Linked DNA regions of Rattus norvegicus: region 2 is linked to region 1. The links are chromatin contacts, called in public Hi-C maps. All regions are on one chromosome and are shown on one strand. The core of a region is the stretch at or near the end of the contact, and the rest is flanking DNA. Distances in the headings are between cores, read along the strand shown. Region 1 overlaps Ipcef1 (interaction protein for cytohesin exchange factors 1). Region 2 holds the start of Cnksr3 (Cnksr family member 3).

Region 1 (5,585 bases), core at 343-2,842:
TCCTTCATGCATGCGGTGCACATAAATTCATGCAAGCTTGCATCCATACACACAGGTAATAAAAATGAATAACCATTTTAATATTAAATTATTACTAAAACATTCAAATAACTCAGCTACTTAGTAAAGTATAAGAAGTGGTATGCATGAAGGATTTGGGAAAGTTGTATGTAAATGCAAAACTTTAAATGTCATCCAAGAATAAATGACTCCTGAAGCTTCTACCTACTTCTCTCCTTCCTCAGTTTTCTGCATGTTAGGAAAGGCAGTGTGAGCCAACAGTCCTGGCAGAGGTAACACATGTCACTTACAGTTCAGAGAAGGTTAGCCTGCTACAAACTATCTTCCCCATGATGGCAAACCCTTGAGGTCAATTACTGACAAGATGGTGCCACAAGATGGCAGAGTTTGCCTCAGCACATATCCTGGGTGGACTCCAAGGCTGGGATCTCCTCACCAACTGGCACACTGCCTGAATTTCTTAGCCATTCCATGTGAATCAGAAATAAAGGTTTGTTACGCTGAGCTTCTCAGATCTGGGGGTTAATTTCAGTATCACCTCAGGCATCTACCAAGAGATCCTTGTGGTTTATTAATTATTAACAAAACTCCTGAGATTCTTGTTAAGATCTGTTTATGATTTTTTCCTGTGTAAACTGACACCCAAGGTAGTTAACTCCCTTTTTGTGATTTTATTGGGAACAGTGCTATTGTTTTTCACAGAGGATAACAGGCTAAATAACAATGGAAATGTCAGAGAAGAAGAAACTTTTTGGACGCTGAGAACTTTACTCTTCCTCTCCAAGTTTCTTACATCTACAAAGTAGTACAGAATTTTTTCCCAGAAAAGAAAAATATGCCATATTCATTTGCAGAAATGACTTCAAAAGATTTTGAGATTTCCAATGAATACTTTGTAAACTGGATTCTGCCCCTTTGGAAGCTATTTTCATAATTTTGAGCTGAAATTTAGGAAGGAAAAGATTTTGTTCACTAGAAAAAAAAATAACCACACAAATGTTAATCTGACATCAAGATAACCTAAACAGCTTGCAAATTCTGGTTTTGAGGAGCAGTCTCTGTGTCTCTTTAGCTTGTCTCTTATTGCTTTGTAACCCAGCTGTCTCGTTCCTATTCATAATGTCATATTTTGTGGAAAATAGGCATATTCAAGGATAAAAAAACATATGTGGACATCTATCCCTTTATCACCAGCACACAAGCTTTTAACACAAAGTTATTTTAAAATAGATCAAGAGACCTTGGGATCCAAGTTGCTTCTCTATTAAAGGAAAGAGACTTGGCCCCAGAAATTCAATTCTGGAAAAAAATCCGCTGGTGTCCTAAATCACTTGGTAATATAAATCAAATCAAGTGGGTCTTAGAACATAACGCTGATAGACACAACGAGAAAGACAGCTAAAGAAAAACATAACCCTGTGTTCATAACTGCACTCTCGCAAAACTCACAACATTCACTGCCCAGCAGGAATATGTCAAAATAATTAGACAGGCATTTTATGGTTAAGAATCCTGGGAAGGACTCAAATAGTTGTGGGCTGAGAAACATAGACAGATGTGAGTGAGAACTGAATATGAATCACTGGCTCCCACTACACATGTTTAGACTGGGCAAGCTTCCTTCACCATGGCTGACTGACCTCCCCTACGGATGGAAATCACTACAATATTTTTACATTAGCTTAAGGATGTTTCATAAGCTTAATGGCTGCCCAAACTCCATCTCTTGGAACCAGTCAGCTAAAAAAAAATATTCAAACTACTTTTTCATAAACTGCAATCCAGATCCCAGAGATAACCCCGTGTCACAGCTCTCCATGACCAAATTCTCCCCAGAGAGAGCTGGTCTCCCAGGAGTGCTGACACACCTAAGTTCACAAGCTCACAGGCTAATAGGAGGGACAAGCTCTAGTAAAAGACAGCAGGACCAGCTAACACTAGAGATAAGCAAATGGCAGAGGGCAAGGGCAAGTATCTAAACAACAGAGAGCAAAGCTACTGAGTCATCAGAACTCAGTTCTCCCATCACAGCAAGCCCTGGGTCCTCCAGCACCAGAAAAGCAAGATTCTGATTTAAAAATCACATCTCATGGTGATGATAGAGGACTTTAAGGACATAAATAACTCCCTTAAAGAAATACAGGAGAACACAGGAAAACAGATAGAAGCCACAAAAGAAGAAACACATAAATCCCTTAAAGAAATACAGGAAAGCACAAACAGGTGAAGGAATTGAACAAAACCATCCAGGATATAAAAATGGAAATAGAATTAATAAAGAAATTACAAAGGGAGACAACCCTGGACATAGAAATCCTAGGAAAGAGATCAGAAGTTATAGATGCAAGCATCACCAACAGAATACAAGAGATAGAAGAGAGAATTTCAGGGGCAGAAAATAACAGAGAAAACATTACACAACAATCAAAGAAAATGTAAAACGCAAAAAGTTCCTAACCCTAAATATCCAGGACACAAAGAGAAGACCAAACCTAAGGAAAATAGGTATAGATGAGAGCAAAGATTCCCAACTCAAATGGCCAGTAAATATCTTCAACAAAATTATAGAAGAAAGCATTCCTAAGCTAAAGAAAGAGATGCCTATAAACATACAAGAAGCCTACAGAGCCCTACATAGACTGGACCAGAAAAGAAATTCCTCCTGTCACATAATAGCACAAAACAAAGAAAGAATATTAAAAGCAGTAAGGGAAAAAAGTCAAGTAACAAACAAAAGCAGACCTATCAGAATTACACCAGACTTCTTACCAGAGACTATGAAAGCCAGAAGATTCTGGGCAGATGTCATACAGACCCTAAAAGAACACAAATGCCAGCCCAGGCTACTATATCCAGCAAAACTCTCAATTACCATAAACAGAGAAACCAAGATATTCCATGACAAATGAAATTTACATAATGTCTTTCCACAAATCCAACTTTACAAAGGATAATATATGAAAAACTCCAACAAAAGGAAGGATACTATACCCTAGAAAAGGCAAGAAAGTAATCTCCTTTCAACAAACCCAAATGAAGATAGCCACTCAAACATAATTCCACCTCTAACAACAAAAATAACAAGAAGCAACAATCACTGGTTCTTTTTTTTTTTAAAGATTTATTCATTTATTATATATAAGTACACTGTAGCTGTCTTCAGATACACCAGAAGAGGGCATCGGGTCTCTTTACAGATGGTTGTGAGCCACCATGTGGTTGCTGGGAATTGAACTCAGGACCTCTGGAAGAGCAGTCGGTGCCCTTAACCGCTGAGCCATCTCTCCAGCCCCACAATCACTGGTTCTTAATATCTCCTAGCTCAATGGACTCAACCCCCCCCCCAAAAAAAACATATATAGACTAACTGACTAGACATGTAAACAGGACTCAGTATCTTGCTAGGAAACACACCTCCAGGACAAAGACAGACACTACCTCAGAGTCAAAAGCTGGTAAAAAAATTTTCCAAGCAAATGTTCCAAGAAACAAACTGGAGTAGCCATTCTAATATTGAATAAAATTGACTTTCAAACCAAAAGTTATCAAAAGGAAAAGGAAGGACACTTCATACTCATCAAAGGAAAAATGAACAAAGATGAACTCTAAATTCTGAACATCTATGCTCCAAATGCAAGGGCACCCACATTCATAAAAGAAACTTTACTAAAGCGCAAAGCGCACATTGTACCTCACACAATAATATTGGGAGACTTCAACACCCAACTCTCATCAATGGACACATCGTGAAAACAGAAACTAAACAGAGACACAGTGAAACTAACAGAAGCTATGAATCAAATGGATTTAATAGGCAACTATAGAACATTTCACCCTAAAACAAAAGAATAAAACTTCTTCTCAGCACCTCAAGGTACTGTCTCCAAAATTGACCATATAATCTGTTATAAAACAGGCCTCAGAAAAATATTGAAATAATCCCATGTATCCTATCAGATCACCATGAACTAAGGCTGGTCTTCAATAACAACAAAAAGGACAGAAAGCCCACATACACATGGAAACTGAACAAGGCTCTACTCAATGACAACTTGGTCATGGAAGAAATAAAGAAATTAAAAACTTTTTAAAATTTAAAGAAAATGAAGCCACATTACCCAAACTTAGGGGACACAATGAAAGCAGTGCTAAGAGGAAAACTCATATGAGTGCCTCCAAAAGGAAACTGGAGAGATTACATACTAGCAGCTTGACAGCACACCTAAAGCTCTAGAAGCAAATTCACCCAAGAGGAGTAGATAGCAGGATAATCAAACTCAGGGCTGAAATCAACTAAGTAGAAACAAAGAGAACTATACAAAGAATCCATAAAGCCAGGAGCTGGTTCTTTGAGAAAATCAACAAGATAGATAAACTCTTAGCTAGACTAACCAGAGGGTACACAGACAGTATCCAAATTAACAAAATCAGAAGGGAAAACAGAAACATAACAACAGAAACTGAGGAAATTCAAGAAATCATCAGATCCTACTACCAAAGCTTATACTCAACAAAACTAGAAAATCTGGAGGAAATGGACAATTTTCTAGACAAATACCAGGTACCAAAGTTAAATCAGGATCAGATAAACCATCTAAAAAGTCCCATAACTCCTAAAGAAATAGAAACAGTCACTAAGTCTCCCAACCAAAAATAGCCCAGGACCAAATGGGTTTAGTGCAGAATTCTATCAGACCATTATAGAAGACTTCATACCAATACTGTCCAAACGATTCCACAAAATAGAAATAGATGGAGCACTACTCAATTCCTTCTATGAAGCCACAATTACATTTATACTGAACCACACAAAGACCCAACAAAGAAAGAGAACTTCAGACCAATTTCCTTTATGAATATCGATGCAAAAATACTCAATAAAATCTTGCAAGCCAAATCCTAGAACACATTAAAATGATCATCCATCATGATCAAGTAGGCTTCATCCCAGGGATGCAGGGATGGTTCAATATATGGAAATCCATCAATGTAATCCATTATATAAACAAACACAAGGAAAAAAAACCACATGAGAGACAAGCAGGTAGATCAATGGAATAGAATTGAAGACCCAGAAATGAACCCACATTCCTGTGATCACATGATCTTTGACAAAAGAGCAAAACCATCTAATGGAAAAAAGACAGCATTTTCAAGAAATGGTGCTGATTCAACTGGTGGTCAGCATGTTCATCAAGCAAATTAATCCATTCTTATCACCCTGTACAAAGCTCAAGTCCAAGTGGATCAAGGACCTCCACATAAAACCAGATACACTGAATCTAATAGAAGAAAAAGTGGGGAAGATCCTTGAATATATAGGCACAGGGAAAAATTTCCTGAACAGAACACCAATGCCTTATGCTCTAGGATCAAGAATCAACAAGTGGGACCTCATAAAATTGCAAAGCTTCTCTAAGGCAAAGGACACTGTCAATAAGACAAAACAACAACCAACAGATTGAGAAAAGATCTTTACCAATTCTACATCTGATAAAGGGCTAACATCCAATATGTACAAAGAACACAAGAAGTTAGACTCCAGAGGATCAAATAACCCTATT
Region 2 (5,997 bases), core at 2,191-4,690, 200 kb after region 1:
GCCCTGCACCTGAGACTGTCAATATTTACTAGGCATCTATTCATATCATGGTAAAGCTGGCGACGATGTAGCCAAAAGTTAATAGTAAAAGCCAGATGGGTGTGTTTATCCAGCACAGTGCATTCTTTCTTAGCATGACTCTTGTAATATTTACACAAGCGCACACGCTGTTGTTGTAGCTGATTATAGCTGATGCTTTTGACAGTGCTCCTAACTGCCACAGCCACAGAAGAGCAAGAGGGGCAACATCTATCTACATGACAAGCTGCTTTTCCTGGGGGACGTAGTCATAAAGAGAGAGCAGGGCCTGACTAGCGAGACAGCTAAAAACAACCTGCTAAGCTCACAAGGTCAATACCTGTGCAACATGATAGCAAGAAACCTTCACTTAATAGATCATGCAATCTGGGAGAACATGGCCTCTTGCCATTCAAGAATTCAGCAAGTATTCCCACCCTTTGTTTGCTTGTTTGTTTGCTTGTTTGTTTGAAGATTCTAACACGAAGTATCCAGGTCTTCCTAGGATGCTACCAAGTGCCACCACAGATATGTAACCTAAAAAGAGTGAGCATCCAGGGTCCTGAGCCACTCAGGGCCAGGCTGCTCTCCTTCAGGGCAGCACAAAAGTTTTTCTAGGGGCTGGAGAGATGGCTCAGTGTTTAAGAGCACCGACTGCTCTTCCAGAGGTCATGAGTTCAATTCCCAGCAACCACATGGTGGCTCACAACCATCTGTAATGGGATCAGATGCCCTCTTCTGGTGTGTCTGAAGACAGCGGCAGTGTACTCATATATAATAAATAAATAAATCTTTAAAAAAAACACAAATAAATAAATAAATCTTTAAAAAAAAAAGTTTTTCTAAATGAAAGCAACCTCAACCAAGCCATAAGGCCAATATTTAACAACATTTCTTCCTTTTAAGTCAATAATAATAATAGGATGAGAATTAACATTTTCTTTCCATCTAAGAGAAGATGAAGGGAAAAACAAAAGGAAGAGAGAGGTCTGCCTATCTGAGGTCTGCCTGTCTGTCTATCTCCTATGTGCCTGTTACCACTTTTCTATTACCTTATCAAGTCTGGCAGAGCCACAGGAAAGCCAGCATGATCCTCTGTCACCTCTTCATGAGACTAGAACAGTACCATACAACAGAAAGAGAACGTGGGCCACAAGCCTGAGCCATGTTACCACAAACTGTAGAGGCCATAATTAAGAAAATAAAAAGTAAATGGCTGGAATTCATTTTAGTAGTAATTTTTATTCAAAATACCATCTCGTCGATACGCAATAAGTATGAAAAGTGTTAATATTTTCTACTCCTTCACACCGATTCTTCAAACACCCTGGGCATTGCATACGCAGTACCTGGCAATTATGATTAGCCACAGGTCAAGGACTTGAGAGGAAATGTAGCTACTGGCTCAGCAGGCTCTGAGGACCCCTCAATGGTGGTGGTACAGTCACACACGCCATCTGCTTCATCTCAGCAAGCTAGCCAGAGCACCTGGTACTGTCTTCAGTACAAGTTACACTCAAGTTAAGGGAACGGGCTTAAAATAACTTGTCTACTGCTGCTAACCGTGTGGTTTACTGCTCACCCAGCCAGTGTCACCAGGGCCAATGTATTCACTCTTTTCACCATGACTTTACTTTTGAGAGTCCTGGAAAGTCTGGACAATGGAAAAACTACTTCCTAAGACAGTATTCTGTGTTTTCCTCCGGAGGAGCCAGGGATAATGGGACATACACCAGACACTTCACTGCTGGGACAGCCCCTTCCAGTGACCTATATATGACTCTGGCTTGAGAAATGACAGGATGGGGTTTCCACTGTGCCACAGCCATGGGTAGGGCAGTCTGAAAGATGACCTGAACACACCGGCATCACCTACTTCACATCTGCGGAGATGGACAAAGACAGAGCAGTTAGCCAAGTGTGAAGCACACTACAACTCCTGTGACTTATTCTTCACCTGGAAGACCAGCGGGGGGGTGGGGGGGGAACCGCGGGGTGGGGGGGGGGGTCTGGATAACTTGAAACAGATGTTGAAGTGAGGAAGTGGGACCCCTGAGACTCCAGTGGTTGATTTCACGAAAGGGTGAGGACAAAGAGAGTTGAGTACCTCTGGCAACTGTCCCTAGCAATCATGAGAGACAAGATAAAGTAACAGGGACACTTCCACTCCTGCTGCACCGCCCAGCACCCACTGGTTTCCTCTTCCCAAGAACTGTACAGAACCGGACTGTATGCAAGACCCTCAGCTCCCTCTCGGTGCTTAACTGGCCTCAAATGCTGCGCCCTTGGGGGTCCTGGCACCTTCAGAGCTGAGTCCCTGCCTCTGCGGGAGTCCTGGCGCTAAGGTTCTCACAGGCGCGAAAGCCAGTTCGCCCTCTCCAACCCAAACAAACAGGCTAGGCTGGCCGCAGGAGTCTTGGTCTACCTGCCCATCTGCCGGGTCACGCCCGCGGATTGCTTCTGGCCCGCAACCTTTACTAGATCCAGGGGCAGTCACCCACACAAAGACGCCTTGTGCCTCTGCGTTTAACGACAGGCAGAAGTCTCGGGCACCGTACCGGAACAGAGCAGTGAGTACCCTGGCGCCAAATCCCTAGTCCCACATTCCCAGGCGATCTTCCCATCCTATATAACTCCCTGGCTTAAATATGGGTGTCCCGTCGACTGCACACAACGCGCACCCCCACGAAAAGAAAACGATCGGAGCAGGCGCATCAGAAAGGGGCGCATAAGCCGCTCCGCAGAAGTTTGCTTTGTCGCCCGCAGGAGGGGCCGAGCACCCCAGTGCCCAACTCTTGGCCCGCCCCAGCTCCCCGGCTGCAGGACGCCGGGGTCCTTCACGGCCCGCTCACCTCTAGTCCAGTCCACCACTTGTTTGGGGCTCCACTTGGTCACGGGCTCCATGGTAAGATGCTTCTCTACCCGCTGGGCTGGGGAGTCGACGGCGGAGTCCTGAAACTTGCGCCCGCAGTTGTCCCTTGCGTGTCCCGGGCGTCCGCTCAAGCCTGCATGGCCGCAGTCAGCCAGCCATCGCGCAGCGGCTCAGCGAGGGGAGTGCGGCCCTGGGTCCCTACGTACGGGACAGCTGTGTCCGGTACGGCTGCTCCCCGCAGCTACCGCCGTCCAGCTGCAGTTCTCCCCCACGCAGCTCTGGGATACAGCTGCTTCTCCGTGACCACCGCAGCAGCGGGCGCAAGATTGCAACCTCAGACCCCAGGCCCGGGGCTGCTCAGGCGTGGAACTCTCCTGGCCGGGAACTTCTAGGTCGGCTGGCCCTCCGCAGCCCCTGCGAGCTGTGTCCGCTCCCGAGGTCCTCACTCCGCGTGCGCCGGTGCCTCGAGCCTTCCCGCCAGCGGGTCCCACCTCCTGCGCCACCGTCGCGGGCCGCCCGGGAGGGGAAAAACGCAGAGCCTGCGCGCTCGGGTAGCAAAGTTTCTGCTCCGCTCGCTGCTCCCGGAATAAGAGCGGGGGCGGAGCGGAGCGGGAGCAACACGTGGGAGGGGGCGGAGCCGAGTGGGAGCAACACGTGGGAGGGGCGGGGCCGCGATGACGCGGACTCCAATTGCTTTCCCTCCTGCATCCCAGCTTGGGACTCCCCGGCTCTACTTTTCCTTTTCAAGGAGTGAGCTGTAGCTGCTGCTGGAGTCCTGGAGAGCCGCTTGGCTCCCAAGAGGTCCCAGTTTAGTGGCAGCCGAACCATCTGAATCCTGTAAACAGTTTTTTTTCTTTGTTTCTTGGTTGGAGATGTGTACGTTCTTGTTTTAAAAGCGTCAAGTCGCTATCTCATTTAGCCATTCAGGGGTCTTTTAAGTTTCCTAAAGTAGGCCAGTTGTGCTTTGGACAAAAGGACGGCGGTATACCACTGCTCTCAAGGCCGCTACATTGTATCAACTCTTCGCTCTAATAACACTAGAACGGCAGCTCTTCGAGTTGTGTTTTGCCATAATGCAATAGTCATATTTTCAAAATGACCTAATGCTCGATTCAGATTAGTCATTAACCCTAAGGCGAAATTTGTCAGTGAGCCAAAAAGAAAAGAAAGAAAAAACAGAACCTTATCCAGTTTCAGTCTCTGACAAGAGAAGGAAAACCCTTTCTGTACTGCAAGCCTCAATTTGGAAACAGGGCACCGGTCTGGGGAAAACCCTATAACCTGTGTTTACCTCCCTCCTGCCCTCCTTGCTTTCCCTCCCACACACAAGCAGACACTCTTAGGGCCCCTAGTGAGTCTTCTTTCAATTATAGTTATTGATTCCCATCTTCCCCTTGGCTACTATTAACCCTATCCAAGGAAGAGGCTGCTTGGTATTTGGGTATATTGAGCTGGATCTGTTCTTCCTCTTCCAACTGCTTAGCTTCTGGCGTAAGGGAGTGTTTATTCATTCAGTAAATGCCTGCAGTTGCCTCCCCTGTTCTAAACACTGCGTTCCTATTTGCTCTGTTAGGATAGGTGTTCTTTATTACACGTGAGACTCGCCACTAGTACCCAGATCTCTGTTGTACAGTGAGCGTTCTGGGTGTATAGTGTACAAACTGTCTTAGCCCTCCTGTGCAATTTGTCTATGCAACAAAAGACATACAAGTACCAAAAATAGCGATTTTTTTAAACAAAAGTAATTAATTACCCAACCCAGAAACTTGACAAAGACTTTGAGAAGATTCCTGGTATTTGCCCTCTTTTAAAGAAATGATCGGGGTTGGGGATTTAGCTCAGTGGTAGAGCGCTTGCCTAGCAACCACAAGGCCCTGGGTTCGGTCCCCAGCTCCGAAAAACAGAAGAAAAAAAAAAAAGGAAGAAATGATCTTTGACACCTGTCTTTCCTTAACCATCTTTAATGGCCTCCAGAGTGAAGAACCGTCTTGACCTTTGCACAGTGGGAACTATGCCTACAGTTTTGAAAACAACTATATGATTAGGATGACCAAGCAAGTAACTCATCTACAAAACAGTGCTGCCTACGAAAGGGGACACAACAATAACTAAGTTGATAGACTATGAATCTGGCCATATAACTCCTGGATCACAAAGAGAACCAAATGCTATATCAAACGATTTTGCTGTAGAATTTTACTTGGTGTTTTGACAATGTCCTCTTGTTCCTTTACATTTGTTGTACTGGAACATTAAAAAGCTGGAATTCCAGAGTCCAGCTTGCTGAATTTCACCCCACAGATAGCACAATCTACACTCAGCACATTAAACAAAATATGCAAAGAGAGCCAACTTAAAATCTCCAAAACGAAAGACCAATTAACTATATAAATGAATTAGCAATGTGTTTACTCTTCCAGTCCTGCAGGCTAATTACTATGTAAATAAGGCCTTCTACCTTAATTATAGCTGTTAGCATGTGAAAGTTCTAGGGTGTGCTGACTGCCAGCCTGAATGCAAACTTTACAGAGAAAGTTTGGCAGATCAAAGAGGAGGGATTTTAGATAAGCAGCTACGGAAATAGATGAGTATGTAAAAGCAATCATTTATACAGTTGCCAGTTTTCTTCCTGCTTGTCCCTAGTGGCCTTGCTCCTGGGTACCCACACTTTCAGCAGGAGCACCCTTCCTCCTTTCCGCCTGTACACTTGCCAGGGTTCCTCCCACATAACTAAGGAACCGAACAAATCTTCTGATTGAATTTGATATGTTACAGCATGGAGACTAGGTCCCGTTCTTCTGTATTTCCTTCTCTCCTTTTCTCTATGAGCCTCCTTGCATATTCAGGTCATTTATTCAATCAACAAAAATATGTTATAAATGCTTGTGCCATACTGAACCATGTGAAGAAGATTAAAAAATCTCACAGCTAGTACTCTTGGACATCATAGGTGTTTATCAGGAAGGGTTTTCTTCCTTCTGTTGCTTTTAATCAGAAGACAAAAACCAAAGGGGTACAGAGGAACCCAGACCAGCGAGTTCTGGAATCAATTTCACATTAATAATTTGAGTCTCTTCAAAGTTTATTGGTTTTAGTTGAGAAGTAGG

Evidence for each region. A called contact is a pair of places that touch in the nucleus more often than the background predicts.
Region 2: a contact with region 1 is called in a Hi-C map of the A7r5 cell line, with 5 times the contacts expected there. The contact joins the promoter of Cnksr3 here to the enhancer-like site in region 1. A contact is called at or near these places in 3 of 12 Hi-C or Micro-C datasets (the A7r5 cell line, the Rat2 cell line and Schwann cells).

What each region holds. Positions count from the first base shown.
Region 1 is chr1:45,796,314-45,801,898 of GRCr8, forward strand. All of the region lies in intron 1 of Ipcef1 (interaction protein for cytohesin exchange factors 1), which reads right to left. It also overlaps a transcript of Oprm1 not described here. Among named protein-coding and RNA genes, the nearest start is that of Ipcef1, 58 kb to the right of the region's middle. Within about 2 kb of position 1,593, at least 5 of the 93 cell types and tissues checked have an H3K27ac peak or open chromatin away from gene starts, as enhancers often do. A contact at or near this core is called in the A7r5 cell line, where this site is marked.
Region 2 is chr1:45,993,481-45,999,477 of GRCr8, forward strand. Cnksr3 (Cnksr family member 3) reads right to left here and starts at 3,441. Exons shown (of 13, transcript NM_001012061.1): 1 at 2,871-3,441. The coding sequence starts at 2,922.